3 separate regions of the Sus scrofa genome follow, and regions 1 and 3 are each linked to region 2. Evidence: chromatin contacts called from public Hi-C and HiChIP or PLAC-seq data. All regions are on one chromosome and are shown on one strand. The core of a region is the stretch at or near the end of the contact, and the rest is flanking DNA. Distances in the headings are between cores, read along the strand shown.

The links. Hi-C and Micro-C count contacts between places; a contact is called where the count stands out from the background. HiChIP or PLAC-seq counts read pairs in DNA pulled down with a chosen protein or histone mark.
Region 1: a Hi-C map of skeletal muscle shows a contact between it and region 2, with 9 times the contacts expected there. The contact joins the promoter of DPH1 here to the enhancer-like site in region 2. A contact is called at or near these places in 5 of 5 promoter capture datasets (fetal liver, fetal skeletal muscle, liver and 1 more), 33 of 47 Hi-C or Micro-C datasets (adipocytes, adipose tissue, alveolar macrophages and 17 more) and 2 of 2 datasets of contacts at active chromatin or transcription factors (alveolar macrophages and skeletal muscle).
Region 3: a contact with region 2 is called in an H3K27ac HiChIP or PLAC-seq map of skeletal muscle. The contact joins two enhancer-like sites. A contact is called at or near these places in 7 of 47 Hi-C or Micro-C datasets (blood, fetal liver, liver and 2 more) and 1 of 2 datasets of contacts at active chromatin or transcription factors (skeletal muscle).

Annotation. Positions count from the first base shown.
Region 1 is chr12:48,145,077-48,147,776 of Sscrofa11.1, reverse strand. DPH1 (2-(3-amino-3-carboxypropyl)histidine synthase subunit 1) reads right to left here and starts at 1,413. Exons shown (of 13, transcript XM_021067606.1): 1 at 1,282-1,413. The coding sequence starts at 1,345. It overlaps RTN4RL1 (reticulon-4 receptor-like 1), which reads left to right and starts at 1,468. Exons shown (of 2, transcript XM_021067605.1): 1 at 1,468-1,929.
Region 2 is chr12:48,055,533-48,058,232 of Sscrofa11.1, reverse strand. No RefSeq gene overlaps it. Among named protein-coding and RNA genes, the nearest start is that of RPA1, 47 kb to the right of the region's middle. Within about 2 kb of position 1,337, at least 13 of the 83 cell types and tissues checked have an H3K27ac peak or open chromatin away from gene starts, as enhancers often do. A contact at or near this core is called in epiblast stem cells, fetal skeletal muscle and skeletal muscle, where this site is marked.
Region 3 is chr12:48,123,444-48,126,143 of Sscrofa11.1, reverse strand. All of the region lies in intron 1 of RTN4RL1 (reticulon-4 receptor-like 1), which reads left to right. Among named protein-coding and RNA genes, the nearest start is that of RTN4RL1, 22 kb to the left of the region's middle. Within about 2 kb of position 1,418, at least 38 of the 83 cell types and tissues checked have an H3K27ac peak or open chromatin away from gene starts, as enhancers often do. A contact at or near this core is called in skeletal muscle, where this site is marked.

The DNA of each region.
Region 1 (2,700 bases), core at 164-2,663, 89 kb before region 2:
TAAAGAAAAAAACACTGTAGACCTTTAGCAAGGCTGCAGCCCTCAATCAGCATCCTACTACCCATAATTCAGTTTAGCCCAATCCCCAGTTCTCTCTTTAGGCACCAGACAGCTCTAGAATGTGACAAGGCGAGAAATGAATTTATTCAGCGAATTATTATTATTATTATTATTATTTATTTATTTATTTTGTCTTTTTGCCTTTTCTAGGGCCGCAACCGCGGCATATAGAGGTTCCCAGGCTAGAGGTCTAATCGGAACTACAGCCGCCGTCCTACGCCACAGCCACAGCAACGCGGGCTCCAAGCCCTGTCTTCGAACTACACCACAGCTCACGGCAACGCCGGATCCTTAACCCACTGAACAAGGGCAGGGCTCGAACCCGCAACCTCATGGTTCCTAGTCGGATTCGTTAACCACTGCACCACGACGGAACTCCTCAGCGAATTATTTATTGAGCCTGCACTATATGCCTAAACTTCTGCCAGGGATTCTGCCAGACCTGACACTTCAGCCCGGGGCTGGGGTGGGTGGGTGCAAGGGTGGTGGTAGTGATGGTTCAGTGGAGAACTAGAATGGCAGGCTAGAACTCTAAGTCCAGATTTAAAGGTTACCACTGCTATGATTTTTGTTCAGTTGTCTCAAAGGGCCGGTGTCTCTACTCCTGCCCCTCACAGAAGCTCCTCTGACAGGCTCAAGTCCCTTGTGTTGCTGGGGTGTGGGAGCTGCTAATTCTAGCAGCTCAATTCGTCCCAAGGGCCAGTAGGCGCCTCCTCCTTTATCACTTGGCTGTAACCTTCTGCTTACGTTAGTATTCTTCCGTAGACTGCGAGAGATCCCTGAGGGTAGGGCTGCAGTCAAGTCCATACACCTAGCACAGGCCAGCTGCAAGGGTCGGGTGAATGAAACCTTGCGCCTCTTCCCTGAAGCATTCTCCGAGGGCACGCTAGGGGAATGCCTGGCTCCCTCCCTCCCTGTCAGGTCCGTCCTATCCGTGAGTCTACAAGCGTCTGTCTGCCCGCCAAGGCAGGGAGGCAGCGTTTACGGCTTGAGGACTACGAGCTCCTAGGAGGGGCTGCTCCTGACCATGCCTTACGGCTACAAAAGAAGGGCCGGTCCCCCTGGGCTCCAGCGACAGCAGCCCGAAGGAAGTGACCGCGAGGCCTTCTGAGTCTGGCGCAGAAAGGCGCCGCTGCCGTTAAAGGGGGCTGGTCCTGTCCCTGACTTGGGGACCCTATGCCAAGATGCGAGGTCCAGAGGCCGCACCCGTGTAGTACCCACCTCTGCCCGGGCCGTTTCGGCCGCGGGGCTCTGTGGCCTCGGCCGCAACTAGCGCCGCCATCATCACCTGGCCCACGTTGGGACCAGAAAGACAGCACTAGAAGAACGCTGAGAGCGCAGACAAGCGCGATCGATCGCCGATCGGCCAGCGACGGGCGGGGATTTGGGAGGCGGGGACCGTGAAGGAGAAAGATAGGGGCGTGGCTAGAGTGGGCCCCTGCCTCAGCTCCGAAGGTCGTGACTCTCCGGAGCCCCTAGTGGTCCCCGACCACCGCTGTTGCGTGCTCTCGGCGACTCTGTCCCACCTCCCCTTCCTTCCCGGCAGCCCGAAACTGGCTCTCCCGGAATGGTGCCCCTCTATTTGCCAACTTTTTGGCCCAGTTCTGCGGACAGAGTCTTGTGAATGGGGATACCACCAGGTCTTCCTTCAGCTCTCCTCCGTGTCTCCTCGGTTATGGGCCCTGGTGGCGGTGGGTAGGGGCGCATTCCCAGCCTCTGAGGACCCCACTGACTGGACAGGACAGAACTCACCGGCCACCGGGCCAGTTCCAAGTTGAAGCTTGGTGCCGATTTCCGGAGCGCCGGGGTGCTCCTTACACCTTAGAACCCACAGAGTGAAAGGTTCACGTGTGAAAAACTGCTACCAGGGTAAGACCCCCCGCCCCGGCCTGAGGGTGCTTTCCCGGGAGGGTTCAGAAGTCCAAGGTCTCAACTGCCTAAACCTTCCAGATTCTGGCCAGTGTTTGCCCTGCCTAGGCTGCCTCTCAGGCCTTGGTAGCCTTTCTCCTGATCAGGGGCCTGAGCTCCTGGGATCCCAAAGAGAAGTCAGAACAGCCAGCGAGACAGACTTGGCCTTTGGAGGAGCAGGGTACCTGCAGGACTGGCTTGCAGCAAGGTCTGCCCCCTAGAGCAAGGTTCCCCCAGGGCTGTTTGCCCACCCAGCCCTCTGGCACACCATCTTTTTCTCTGCTCTGTGTGAGCACATCTGGCCCTTTAAGGCAGCTCTCTGGCCTCAGGCTCCCCTGGAGGCCCTCCCTGCTTGGAAACTCCTAATTAAGGTGCAGGGAGAAGTGAAAAACAAGCAGCCAGGGACAGGCCCTGCCTGGGAGGCTGCCCAGAGAGGAGGGCTGGCTGAGCAGGCTGGGAATGAGCAGCCAAGGGGAGGACCAGAAGGGGTCAGTGCTCTGCCTCTCAGACCACCAACTGATGCTCTTAGGACAATCACAGCTTTGGACAGGAATGTAGCCAACATGGGTCCAAGGAACACCCTGTCACCTTGACAAGAGTCCAGCCTGGACTTTCCCATTTCCTCCAGGTTCTCTGGACCAGGGTGCAGGATCTCAATTCCAGGAACAATCTGAGTCGAGTCTCTCCCCATTCAGGACCCTAAGGCCCAGCCTGTGGACAGTTGTCGCTCTG
Region 2 (2,700 bases), core at 88-2,587:
CAACTGACATTTAAAAGTAACTGGATTTGGGCAAGTTTCTTCCTCCACCCTCTCTGCAAAGTCTTGCAGGAACTTCACGCTAAAATTATGCTTTAATTTTAATTAGCCAAATAGGTCATAAATATAGCTTATTCCCAAATCCTTACAATGTCTGCCCTGCAAGCACTGATCTCCTAATGAGAAAATATTTCTGCAAAAACCCACTTACCATTAAAAATCCGATCCAATATTTTTCTAATATAATTTATCAATTTAAACACATTGCATAATGTGATATTCTGTAGCATTCCATTAAGATGATAAATAGCGGTGGGGGGGGCAAACAAGATATTAAATATATCACAAGCAGTGTATTCAAATAACCCTGGCCATCGCCAAGGAAGAGACACTGTTCCCATCCTCGAATACAGTCTAAGCTCAGCTGCATATCCCTGACTGTAAGGGTATTAATAGGACAGAAGAAGGGGGGCAATAAGAAATGACAGGCAACTTCAGTAGAAATAAAATTTCTATTAGGCTTTGTTATAAGATTACATCAAAGCAATTCATATGTTTTAATCTGGAGAGAGAAAAAGCAACGACTTGGGGTTTGTGCCTGGGGGCCGCCTCTGTGGATCGAACCACACAGTTTGCATAATGAACAATTTTCATTCAATCAGGATCTCAGCATAGATAGCTCCCACTCAAAAGGTCCTAGACACTGGCTCATAGTTTTTAATTCTCCCAGCTCCCCCTGCTGGAGGAAGAGCGTGTAACAGGGAGGAAGGGATGGAGGGCTGCTTTCTAAGCCACTGCTCTAAATTCAGATCCTTTATAAAGTTAGAGACCGGACTTTATTCATTCCCTGCCCCCCCCCAAGCAGAAAGACCTAGAAATGTCCTCAGTAAGACAGGGGTGCACCTCCTTTAGCACTACCTATAGGAGAAAAGAGGCTGGGGGTGGGGGGTTGTTCGCCCTTTCCACTGTTGACCGAGTTAGGGGTTTTAGAAACTGCTATTTGCATCCCGGCCCAAATATGGAGGCACTGCAGTTGCTGGAAGCTGACTGGTGGACATGGTCGCCGGTGTAAAACCCCACATGTCATTCCTACCTGGCTAATCAACCTTCAAGTTTCCCAGCTGTCCAGGTCTTCATAAAATAAAATGGAAAAAGAAAAAGAAAAAGAAAAAAAAGCTACCCACATGGAATTGCATTTTCATGCACAATGGAAAACTTAAAAGCTGAACAAATCGTTTTGAAAAACTGGCACAGACGACGCTGGCTTGAAGGAAGGGAAGTCCTGGGCGAGCCGGCCGCGCCAGGACCCGGCGCTGCGGCCTAATCCGCCTTGATCCGAGGGTTTAGCGCGGCTCCCGCCGCTTCTCCCCCTCCGCGGAAGCCGCGGAACCGCTCGGCCCCATCCACCTGGCTCCTTCTCGAGCCCAGCGCCTTCTGCTTTTCCGCGGGGAGGCCGCGCCGGGAGGGGGAGCGACATGAAGCCGTGTGAAACTGTTTTCGAAAACCTGGGATGATCATTTAAATGTTTAAAATATGCACATGGTAATTCAAAACTAATTACCCTGAGCACATTTGAAACATTCATGCCATCATCTCTGGATCCTGCCTGCTGATTGTGTGCCACAGCTCATTCTGGTGTTTCTATAAACTGCTCCAGCGATTTTAAGTTCCAGGCTAAATCAGGCAGCCCGGGCCCTGCCTCCCGCCCTGGTTGGTGGAGAGACCCCTTCCCCCCACATCCAGGAAAGGAGGCGGCGCCCGCTTCCCCAGGAGAGCCATTTGTCATGGTCAGGTAGTTCTGGCTGCCGAGTCATTGCTCTCAGAGCTGTTCATAATTGTCATTTCCATTATTTAATTTAGGTTAAGATGACCTCTCTCCCCACCGAAGCCTTTCCCAGGCTCCCTTCCCATCCCCCTCCCCTGCTTCTGCACGAGGACCCATTTCCGGGTTCACTCTGGGGCATCAGAAAGTTGCCTCGACGACCCACCGTTTGGGGGGTGAATATTGGACATTTTCACGAAGGCCAAAGGGTTGTAAGGTGGCCTCCTCCACCAGCCCTCTTGAGAACAGGACTGCACGTGCCCCCTCCCTCCCCAGGGAGCAGCAGCCATTGCTGGGCACAGGTTACTCTAGCCAAGGGCATGCGCGCACATGCACCTCAAAATGCACCTCCCACACGGGGGCAAACCTTGCTAACAGACTGGGCTCATTAGACCCAGGCAGGTCCTGAAGCAAATTCAGTTCCCCGTTTTCCAGAATAAAATGAGTTCTCTTCCTTTGGGGGCACTAAACCAGCAGGCCAGTAGCTCAGAGACTGAGAAGGGTGATGCTGTGGCTGAAATAACTTTGACTTCCCCAGTTTATTCAAGGAGACTGATCTCAGCTGAGGAGCTGGAATGGGAAGAGGAGGCACAATTCTAGAGTCGGGAAATGAGCACCGCTTTATAAATATGCTCCACGAAACAGAGCAGTGATGGTCAAAGTCTTCTTAGCGCTTAGAAGCAGCTCAAACCCAGGGGTGGGTTGCAGACGTTAAGAAATGCGAAACTGGGTTAGAGTCCCACCACCAGCTGAAGGTTGATAGAGTGATATTACCGGGTTTAACTAGGGCCATTAAGAGACTCTTCATTATCCCCACAGCCCCGCCACCAAAGCTATCACATGAGCCATAATGCAAGAGAGAATTTTCATTCCATCAACAA
Region 3 (2,700 bases), core at 169-2,668, 68 kb before region 2:
AGAAAATAGTCCTTACACAAATGCCGCTGCAGTGTCTGCCAGGACCTAAGATCTGGTACTATCTATTTTTTAATAATTGAGGGTAATAAATATGTATTTCTTTCTCCTCACCCCCCCCATCCTCCGCAGCTTGTCAGCTCCCTGTGTCTCTCCTCTGATCAGACCAAGTCTTCCCCAAGCAAAAAAAAAAAAAAATCCTTTAAGCAAAAAGGATTAAAGCCTTGAAAGTAGGTCTGCCTGAGCTCTCCCCATCCTCTCCCTCCCTCTCCCCCAGGGTTAGAGGAGAAAGGCCCCTCAGGGGAGCTAGGGACAGGGGTGGGTGGGAGGTGGGCTGATGCAGCCCGACCCTGCTGGAGCAGACCCGCAGGAGCAGAGGGCCTCCCTGGGCCCCATTCAGTTCCAGTCCCAGGCCCACCTGGGAGAGGTGGCCCAGCCAGCCCAGCCCAGCCTGGGCCTCCAGTGGTCCCTGAGGAAGGACTAACCTGAGAACCAGGTCCCCCAGTTTGCACAGTACAAGACAAGGGAAGGAGGACTTTGGTCTCAGTTCTAGCCTGGCTTTGCAACCTGGCTTTGTGCTTTAAGGGTCTGTGTGACCCTAGAGCCAGCCTCGGAACCTCAGTTTCTCCATCTATAAAATGGGAATAGAAATAGTACCTACCTCCCACAGAATCAAATAAAGATGGTCCAGAGCCTAGCCATGATAAATACAAAATAAAATTAATTTCTATTTTAATCCAGTTCTTCTTAGACACAGAGAGAAGTCTGTAATCTCCCCCACCCCATGGCTTTCCACAGCTCCCAAGGGCCTGCCAGGCAGCATTCCCAGCACCCCAGGAAGAGGGCGTTGAAACCGAGGCTGAGTGGTGCGGTTAGGAGCCTTGCCTGAGGCTGGTGGATCAGTAGCTGATGGAGCTGGAACTCAAAGTAGGACTTGGATCCCCTCCCCCAACTCTGGTCTTGCCACCCTTTCCTCCACCCTATGTGCCTTCTGACAGGGCACCCAATATCCCTGTCTCTGGGCCCAGGAACCAAGCCAGGAATCAACCCAGGAAGGGCCTGGCCAGGCTGGAGAGGGAGCACCTGGGCAGGGGCAACTGTGGCTGCTGTTTGGCAGACCCTCCTTCCTCCCCCTGCAGCTGCCAGCCTTTGCATTTCTGCTGAGGCAGCAGCCCTGCCTGGCCCAAGTGGGCCTCCCTCCCTCTGTGCTGGGCACATGCACACAGGGCTGGCTGCAGGTGGTGGGCTGCCTGCCCTTGCCCGCACCCAGGCCCAGAGCCCCTGGTCTGCCCCAGTGCTCCGTGCTTGGCCACTGGGCCTCTAGGGCCCCACCACCCTCCCCTGGGGACGGTCTGGCCCTGGCTGCTCTGGGCCTGAGGCCGGAGAGGAGAGGCAAGGCTGAGAGGCCGGAGGGCAGGAAAAGCAGGGAGGGAGGTGGCTATTTATAGCTGGCTTTGCTTTTGTTCCTTTTCCAGCAAGGCTTCTCTTTAAATAGGAGCAGGGCTGGAGGCTGCAGCTCTTCCCCAGCTGCCTGTAGTCAGTGCGCATGCGTGTGTGCCTGTGTGTGCCTGTGTGTGTGTGTGTGTATGTGTGTGTGTGTAGGGGACACATGCATGGGGTGGGGTGGCAGTGGTCACTTCAGTGCATGTTTGTACAGGGATGGGACGAGGGGACAGTCAGCTCTGTGGGTGTGCACTCCAACACGTATGGAGGTGGGGATGGGTGTTCTTTGTGTGTGACTGTGTGTGCTAGCATATGTTCATGCATGCATAAGGATGGGGCAGCTGCATGTGTCTGTTAGTGGGACACATATATACATGACAGGGATGAGGCAGCCACTCCTTAGTCACTGTGTGTTTGTGGGCCTGTGCATACATATCTATGTCGAGATGAGGGCGGGGTGTGTGTGTCATTGCACGTGTAGAATGTGATTGTGAGCAGCCCTTTAGGGTGGGTCTGTGGACATTGTAACAGGATTGTTGGGGAGTGGTCACCTGGGGGGTGTGTGTGTGTGTGTGTGTGTGTGTGTGTGAGTGTGTGTCATGGTGAACACTGCAGTAGAGAGGTGGAAAGGGATGGCAGCTCTAATCGAGTGTACACCAGACTGTAGACTTCATGGGGGCCCTGTCGATCCAGCACTCTGCCCCCGCCAGCACCTGTACAGGTGTGGAACAGTAAATGCACGACTAGGAGTTGTGCGTGTGGCGTGTAAAGCGTCTCCAGGGTGCTCCCTGGCTGCAGAGGGGCTTGGCAGGCCCGCCCATCCAGCAGGTTCTAGAGCACTCCCAGAGCTGGTCTCGGTCCCCCTGGGGCCCAGACTACCCTCTCTCCCTCTTGGAAGCCCACCTGGCAGGTGGGCAGAGTGTGCCAGGGCACTGGCACCTGGCCGCCTTGGGTAGAATAGTAGGAAAGTGCGACCAGATGCTGGGTGAGCCCGGTGAGGAAGCGCCGGGGCTTTGGGGGGGCCGTCCTGGGTGTCCATCTATCCATCTGGGCGTCTTCTGCCTCGATTTCACTTCTGCGCAAGGGCGAGAAGGTGCCGGGTCAGGAATCAGACCAGGGCGGACTAGAGATGCGGTTTAGAGCAGCTCGGGCGCTCGGGCAGAGGCCGATCGGGGTTGGGGTCGCGTTGAGCCGGGTCGGGCTCCCGGGTCTGCCGGCCAGACCGACGCGTTCGAGGGAGCGGGTTCCCAAGCGCAGGGC